2 separate regions of the Zea mays genome follow, and region 2 is linked to region 1. The links are chromatin contacts, called in public Hi-C maps. All regions are on one chromosome and are shown on one strand. Each heading gives the region's core, a stretch centred on a gene start, on an enhancer-like site or on the middle of the called end of the contact. The rest is flanking DNA. Distances are from core to core; before and after follow the strand shown. Region 1 holds the start of LOC100274396. Region 2 holds the start of LOC100280169 (Aspartic proteinase A1).

The links. Hi-C and Micro-C count contacts between places; a contact is called where the count stands out from the background.
Region 2: a Hi-C map of ear shows a contact between it and region 1, with 1.6 times the contacts expected there. The contact joins the promoter of LOC100280169 here to the promoter of LOC100274396 in region 1. A contact is called at or near these places in 2 of 25 Hi-C or Micro-C datasets (ear and tassel).

The regions. Positions count from the first base shown.
Region 1 is chr10:88,326,734-88,330,652 of Zm-B73-REFERENCE-NAM-5.0, forward strand. LOC100274396 reads right to left here and starts at 2,253. Exons shown (of 12, transcript NM_001148756.1): 1 at 2,188-2,253. It also overlaps the pseudogene LOC103642603.
Region 2 is chr10:88,880,643-88,884,561 of Zm-B73-REFERENCE-NAM-5.0, forward strand. It overlaps LOC100280169 (Aspartic proteinase A1), which reads left to right and starts at 1,535. Exons shown (of 12, transcript NM_001360696.1): 1 at 1,535-1,601; 2 at 1,680-2,052; 3 at 2,182-2,242; 4 at 2,352-2,446; 5 at 2,539-2,651; 6 at 2,723-2,999; 7 at 3,123-3,236; 8 at 3,332-3,396; 9 at 3,493-3,634; 10 at 3,765-3,884. The coding sequence starts at 1,684.

The DNA.
Region 1 (3,919 bases), core at 1,003-3,502:
CTGGGAGGGACTAGAGTGGGAAAAACCTAATCTGATACCATATTGGAGTGTGAACCCTAACCCTAACAGGGGTTGGGTGATGTATTAATAGGCCGAGTAAACTGGGCCAGGCCCATTACAGAGGGGAAGACCCCAAACCTATTCTAACAAAGAGATACAGAAAAGAAAAATTCTGATATACAAAAAAGTGAATATTATCTCATAATGTTCTTTTTTATCTTTTAATATACGATGGATTTGAAATTAAAATTTTATACGGTGCTAGAGTAGACAATGAAGTACATCTATATTTTTAAGATTTTTTTTGTAACTTTTGTTAATTGTTTTACACGAAGTTTGTACGAAAACTTGGCTTATATATGATATCTTGCAAAAACCATTAAAAATACCTGTTTTGAGAAGGTATTACTACGCCGTAAGCTGAACAGAAGGCGGAATTGATCAAGTACGTAAGCCTTATGTAAGAGGCGCTTTGGTCAAAGAGGACAGGCCGAACCCGAAGGCAACGAGCACCAGTAGATTCATACTTCCGCCGCCCCGCCGCCGCGATGCAGCATCACCTATGCCGATGCGGCGGAGGCGCCCTCGCCGCTCTCTGGCGGCTCCGCCACAACACTTCCTCTGTCGTAGCGTCGCCTCCTGCGGTCTAGAGCGACCCTGCCTTTCTCCACGGTTCTACTCCACCGCCGGTGAGCACCTCTCCTCTCCCTTCTTGCTTCCTCCCCTCTTTCAGCTTCGATTTCGCAGACGATAGTATGATTGCGCTGTGTATCACTTCATAACTTGACTATTTCTAAAAAAATGCTGCAAGAAGAGCAGAACGCTCTCGAAATCTTGTTTCAGTCCCCTTTTTAAATTTTTTTTGTTCTTTTTTGGTATCAGAGATGAGCCAGCAACTCCCTACGAACCTAGTGGAGATCATGGAGCAGAGAATGAAGTTGATCGAGCAGAGGAGCGCGTACCTCCAAGAGCAAATCAACCAGGTAATTTCAGATGGGACAGCTTCTCTTTAATGCTTTTTCAGTTGTAACAAGAGAGGAACCATTATCATTGTACGGTAATTTTAAGTTAGACTAGCTGCAATAGCCTTGATGTGAGTTGGTGTTAATAAAGACAGCCAGCCGCCTCGCCGGAAGAGTACTCGAGGGCTAACAAGGAGTTCCACAAGCTGGAGAGCACCATGGAATTGATCAAAGACCTGAGATCGAAACAGGAGGTTGTGAATTGTGATCTTGTTACATTTTTTAAACAAGACACAACCTACTGTATGTATCAATGTATGAACTATTGAGGATTCAGAGGAGTCTATTTATGTTCCGATCATAGGAAATCGAGGGTCTCAAATCTTTGGTAGCAAATGATCGTGAAGAGAAAGACATGTGTGAGATGGCAGCAGAGGAGCTTCTTGTGGCTGTCGAGGAGGAGAAACGATTGCAGCATGAACTGTTTAGATCGCTGCTTCCAAAGGATGAAGCAGATGAAAAGGATTGCATATTGGAGGTGCGGGCAGGTAAACCAGATCTTGCCCTTGTACGCACATGAGCACAATTCACCTTTCAGTTATTGGGCAACAAGTGAGACTGACGGTGATGTCATATTGCAGGAACTGGAGGAGAAAGAGGCTTCTTTGTTTGCAATGGATATATTTAGAATGTCAGTTATCTTGCTCTGCAGCTAATGTGTGTGATCATCACTCTATGTCGCTAAGCTTGATTCTTCTACGTTACAGGTACGAGAAATATGCCCAGAAGAATGGATGGAAATTTGATGTCATTGACATAATGGAGTCTGCTGTGAAAGGGTACAAGGTACAACCTTTGTTAGTATTTCCCAGCTTTTGTTTGGATATATACACACGTTTTTTTCGCTGTAGCCAAAGGTATTTTCACCATTTCTCGGCACGAACGAACGAAACCAGGGAACCTAGGATGCCGAGCCCCAGCTTTGGATGGATGGCGGCAAGGAATGCGCGAGACGCGCGCCGGAGCGTACCGCCTGACCGAGCGAGCAGCAGCTGGCCGCGGAACCAACCATTGCGGGAGCCCGCAGCTCCTAGAACCGCCCGCCTTTGTTTTGACACACAGACAACGAGAACAAAACCCTACGGGCGAAGGGAGAGGAAGCGGGCACCGGAACGCAGAGCGCCAGCGGAGGCGCCTAGCGGACCGAAGGAGAAGGGACGCTCACCTGCTGCTGCTGCGCGGCGGCGGCGCGGGGTGGTCGGGCGGATCCGAGTCCGACGAGATCCGGCGGAGGCAGCGGGCGGGTGGGTGGAGTCAGTGGGATGAGATGGGGTAAAACAAGTTCCGGTTGAGGCCCAGTTCGGCACGCCATGGTTCAAGCCAGGCCGGTAATTAAACCAGCCCAGGAATGAGTGAAACCTGGTTTGCCACTTATTCCGATCACCACCTCATTTTCATGCTAGGAACTAATCCAAAAGTTGGATCACCTGTACTTATTCTAGGTACAAGATTGAGGGAAGAAAGTCCAAACCAGATTGTTTATTTTCGGATCAGTTCAAAACGAACATCTACACCAAACTGAATCAGATTCTAAATCGTACTGATTTATTCCGTCTAGAACGAGGCCTGAGGGGAGGGGGATCGTCTCGTCTCAGATCCGACCCGTCTGCAGCGCACGCCGTGCCGGGCCGCGCTCCGGCCCATTTATAGCACCCCGTCGGCAGCGGACACGGGCGCAGTGGAGTGCTGGAGGCCCGCCGCTGTCGGATTGGATTTGGTCGGATCCGGCGGGCGAGGCGAGGGGGGCGGGCAGTGGCGCTGTACTGCTGTAGCATGTAACGGGTCGAGCTTGCCACAATGCCATTCACATTCACTAGCAGCTAGGTTTGTTAGTGTTTAGCTGAAATATGACCAGCTTTAGGGGATATTTGAATGCGCTACATCTTATAGTTAGTTGGCTAAAAATAGCTAGTGAAATTAACTAGCTAATAAATAGCTAGCTAACTATTAACTAATTTGCTAAAAATAACTAAGGGTGTGTTTGGTTTGGCTTTTGGCTTTGGCTTTTGCCCCCTAAAAGCCAAAAGCCAACCAAAGGGCTGGATCCAGGAAGCAGCTTTTTCTAAAAGCCGACTTTCTCGTAGTGCAAAACTGAAAGCACCCCTGGACCTGCTTTTAGTGGCTTTTGGATGGAACTGTGAAAACATATATCGAAGAACTTTTAACGACTTTTAGTGGTTTCCACCAAACGATTTTTAGCTTTTTAACAGCACACAGCCTACATCAGCTTTTTCCACAGCTCACAGCCCACAGCAACTTTTTCCACAGCCACAGCCCAACCAAACAGACCCTAATAACTAAACTATTAGATAGATTGTTTGGATATTTTTAACTAATTTTAACAGCTAACTTTAGCTATAATGCATTCAAACACTCCCTTAGCTGCTAAGGAATGTCAAGTACACCAGATATTATGTTTTTCGTATGTATTTGTGCTAGATTTCAATCTGATCCTAAGGAATACCACCTTGTGGCAGTGAAGTAGATTTTGAGACATTCAGTTCACAAGCCTCACTTTGGGCTCTGGTAACCTAAGGAGTCTACCTTTGATCTAATTGGGTACTCGGATTCCGATTATGTCGGGTGCAAGGTAGATATGAAGAGCACATTAGGGACATGTCTGTTTTTTTGGAGGTCCCTAGCGTCTTGGAGCTCAAAGAAATAGAATTTCGCTGCCCTATCCACCGCCGAGGCCAAGTATATTGCCGGAGGGTATTGCTGTGTGCAATTGCTTTGGATGAGGCAAACACTCAAAGACTTTGGCTACTCAAAGGAAAATGGGCTTAACCATTTCCTATAATCGATTTTGGTATTTGACGTCCATCACAAATCATATGGTCAAGCTTGCCATAATGTCATTCACATTCACTAGCATCTAAAAATATGACCGCCTTTAG
Region 2 (3,919 bases), core at 285-2,784, 550 kb after region 1:
CGGTAGCAGTTCGGTGACGTCTTCCGATGATGCTGGTGGTGGTGCTGGCTGTAGCGATGTTGGTGCTACTGGTGGTGGTAATGGTGGTGGTAATGGTGGTGCTGGTAGGTCTCAGATAGCTCCGACACATTTCACAAGTACCATTACATTTAATTCTCAATAAATTAGTGATTGACACCTAACCATGTTTTCATAAATATGTACGACAGTCCTAGAACGCATACGCTACACAAGACCAAGATAACGGCGCACCTGAGGAGCGTAGGACTACTCACACAGGGATCGAACACCAAGGCCTACAACAAGCATATTGGACCCCCGATTCTAGCAATGAAAGACAAGGCTCGTCTTCACCCCTACTTTCGTATGTCAATTATCCGGTTGGTGAGGTGACACAACAACCAATGAGGTGGGTGTATGAATGGGAGGACACTGAGTACTACCAATTGTTGGCGGAGCCGTGGAGTACGACTTCTGCGTGGACGAGTCAGACCTGGGTAGAGTACAAGGCACAATTGATGCGTGATCAAGGTATTATGTTTCTATCAACAGAGGAGTACAATATGGCACAAGCATAACATCAGTGGAATGCGCTCCCGTGGGAACGATCTTCGACGGAGGAGCAACTGTGAACTATAAAACATGTATCTGTATCTTCGATGTTGGTTGTGAACTATGAAACGATGGCATGTAAGGTATTTGAACTGCTAAATGTTGTTATTGGACTTGTTGATAATGTTTGGTGGTGATCTTTTGTTCAAATTAGGAGGCCTCAATGTGCTTTATTTGCAAAAAAATTACACATGGCTCGGTTTCCGTTTATATGCCACCGGTTTATCAGGGCAGAAGTCGATTAATCAGACTTATCGGACGATTTATCGGTTTCGAACTGTTTTGAATTAAAAAAACTAAACGATTTTGATTTCGGCCGATTTTTACCGGTTTGTCACGATAAACCGGCTATCGGTCCCGGTCGGTTTTCACCCATTAAGGCTTTTATTTGAGTTCTCTAGTATTGACCTTAATCCACGTGTGTTAAGATAGATTGTAGCGTAAATTAGTTTAAATTTCAACTCAACTCATCTCAATACATAAAGCCCAACCGGTTTGGTGAACCCTGGTAGGGACTAGGGAGTAGGGACATAAGAAATAATCTTGCCTCTAGTACGGCCTCGTGCATAGGAAGAAATAGATTTTTTGGGGGTCCCTCGTAATATAAAGATATCCTCCGGGGTGTGCAACACGCGCCCGCCCAATCACGAACCACCCACAAACCTACCTCCGCCGCTGTGGGGACTGACGCACGGGCCAGGCCCACGCTCGGGTGACACATTCGTACGTCGACGCATCAATGCGCCCGCCGGGTCGTCCGAGTGAGTAGCTTCAAGAAAGACAGGCACAGGACAGGGGGACTGGACGTAGTAGTACGTGGACGATGCCAATCCCAGTGTTTGTGTTTGTCGCCTAGACGCCTCAAGGCCCTCTTTCCCCCTCTCCGCCTTGACTCACTCACTTGGCCACTCTTCTTCCTCCTCATCAAACCGCTCTCCAGCACTTGTTCGGAAGAAAAAGAAGGTAGAACACGCTAACAAGACAACAAGGTGAGTAGTTTCTTGCTCCAACCGCCTTACCTGCCGTTGACTCGCTTGCTGCCTCGGCTCATGGGGCGCTACCTGTAGGATCATGGGGCGCGGGCGCGGCCACCTCCTGCTGCCGGCAGCAGCCGCCTGCCTGTGGGCGCTGTCGTGCGCGCTGCTGCTGCACGCGTCCCCTCACGGCGCTGGCGCCGGCGCCGGCGGCCTGCTGAGGGTCGGGCTCAGCAGGCGCGGCGGCGGGCTCGACCAGCGCGCGCTGGCGGCGGCCAAGGCCGCGAGGCAGCAGGAGGCAAGCCGTCTCGGGGCCTCCGGCGGCGGCGACGTCCCTCTCGTCGACTACCTCAACACCCAGTACTACGGGGTCGTCGGCATCGGCACGCCGCCGCAGAACTTCACCGTCATCTTCGACACCGGCAGCTCCAACCTCTGGGTCCCCTCCTCCAGATGCTACTTCTCGGTCCGGTTCCCTTCCTTCCTTGCTTGCTTTTCCTTCTCTCTCTCTGGCTCTCTGCCTGGCGCTTACTAGTCCTTCACTCCTTCCACTGAATTTATTTATTGTATATTTTGTTCGACTGCGCGCATGCAGATTGCCTGCTACCTGCACCACAGATACAAGTCGGCCAAGTCTAGCACGTACAAGGCGGACGGTACGGTATACATTTCTGGCCACGCCTCATCACCGTCTTCTCATCTTTCTCCTCTTCTTGGGTTTTCGGATAGTCCAAAGCGCATCTCTTTCTTGCTCAATTCGTCCAGGCGAGACCTGCAAGATCACCTACGGCTCCGGCTCGATCGCCGGGTTCTTCAGCGACGACGACGTGCTGGTCGGGGACCTGACCGTCAAAAACCAGGTCAAAATCTAACACCTCCTGCCTGCCTTCAGTGTCGTTGACACATATCTCTGCTCCGACGCTCTCAAATTAAACCAACCCACACATTGCAGAAGTTCATCGAGACAACGCGCGAAAGCAGCATAACGTTCATAATCGGCAAGTTCGACGGCATCCTCGGTCTCGGATACCCCGAGATCTCCGTCGGCAAGGCTCCTCCGATCTGGTAGGTATCTATCTCATTGCTCTTGCACCCGCCGGCGGGCGGCGGCCGGCCCATCACATGTAGGTTGCCAGGCAGAGCATGCAGGAGCAGGAGCTGCTGGCGGAGGACGTCTTCTCCTTCTGGCTGAACCGGAGCCCGGACGCGGCGGCGGCCGGCGGCGAGCTCGTCTTCGGCGGCGTCGACCCTGCGCACTTCAGCGGGAACCACACCTACGTCCCCGTCTCCCGCAAGGGATACTGGCAGTTCGACATGGGGGACCTTCTCATCGACGGCCACTCCACCGGTTTCTGCGCCAAGGGGTGCGCTGCCATCGTCGACTCCGGGACTTCCTTGCTCGCTGGCCCAACGGTATGTCGTTCTCTGTCTCCACTCTCCGTCCATACCGATGATCCTCCTCCTCAAGTTTCTCTGTACTTGTACTTTGGATGAAGTTCTCTAACAGACAGCAGACATGTCTGATGTTTCTTGCAGGCCATAATTGCCCAGGTGAACGAAGCGATCGGGGCAGACGGGATCATCAGCACGGAGTGCAAGGAAGTTGTGAGCCAGTACGGAGAGATGATCCTCGACATGCTCATCGCACAGGTCTGCTAGCGCTAGCTAGCTAGAGTTTCTGCGTTTCATACCTCTGTTTAGCTAGCTCTGAACTCCAGTTAATCTGCCCTTGACACTGCATGCAGACGGATCCACAGAGGGTGTGCAGCCAGGTTGGTCTGTGCGTGTTCGATGGCGCTCGATCTGTCAGGTGAGAGGCCCTGTTTTGCTTGGCACAGCAAGCATGTTCTTCTTCTTCCCATGCTGGTGGTAAACTATCATCGGATCACGCGAAAATTTCCTGCAGCGAGGGGATTGAATCTGTCGTCGGGAAAGAAAACCTGGGCTCAGATGTCATGTGCTCGGCCTGTCAGATGGCTGTCGTGTGGATAGAGAACCAGCTCCGCGAAAACAAGACCAAGGAGCTCATACTGCAGTACGCTAACCAGGTAACCAAACTAACGATTTACTCTGCATCTTTTTTTTCTTCTTCTTCTTTGGCCAATTTCTTGGATCGTATCTGTTGTATATATATAATAACCGGTGACAGGATTCTGCCTGTGTTCTTGCATGCACCAGCTGTGTGAGCGTCTGCCGAGCCCCAACGGAGAGTCAACAGTCAGCTGCCAGGAGATCTCCAAGATGCCCAGCCTTGCGTTCACCATCGCAAACAAGACCTTCACCCTAACACCCCAGCAGGTGCTTTCTTGTAGCCCATGGATCATTTCTTGCAC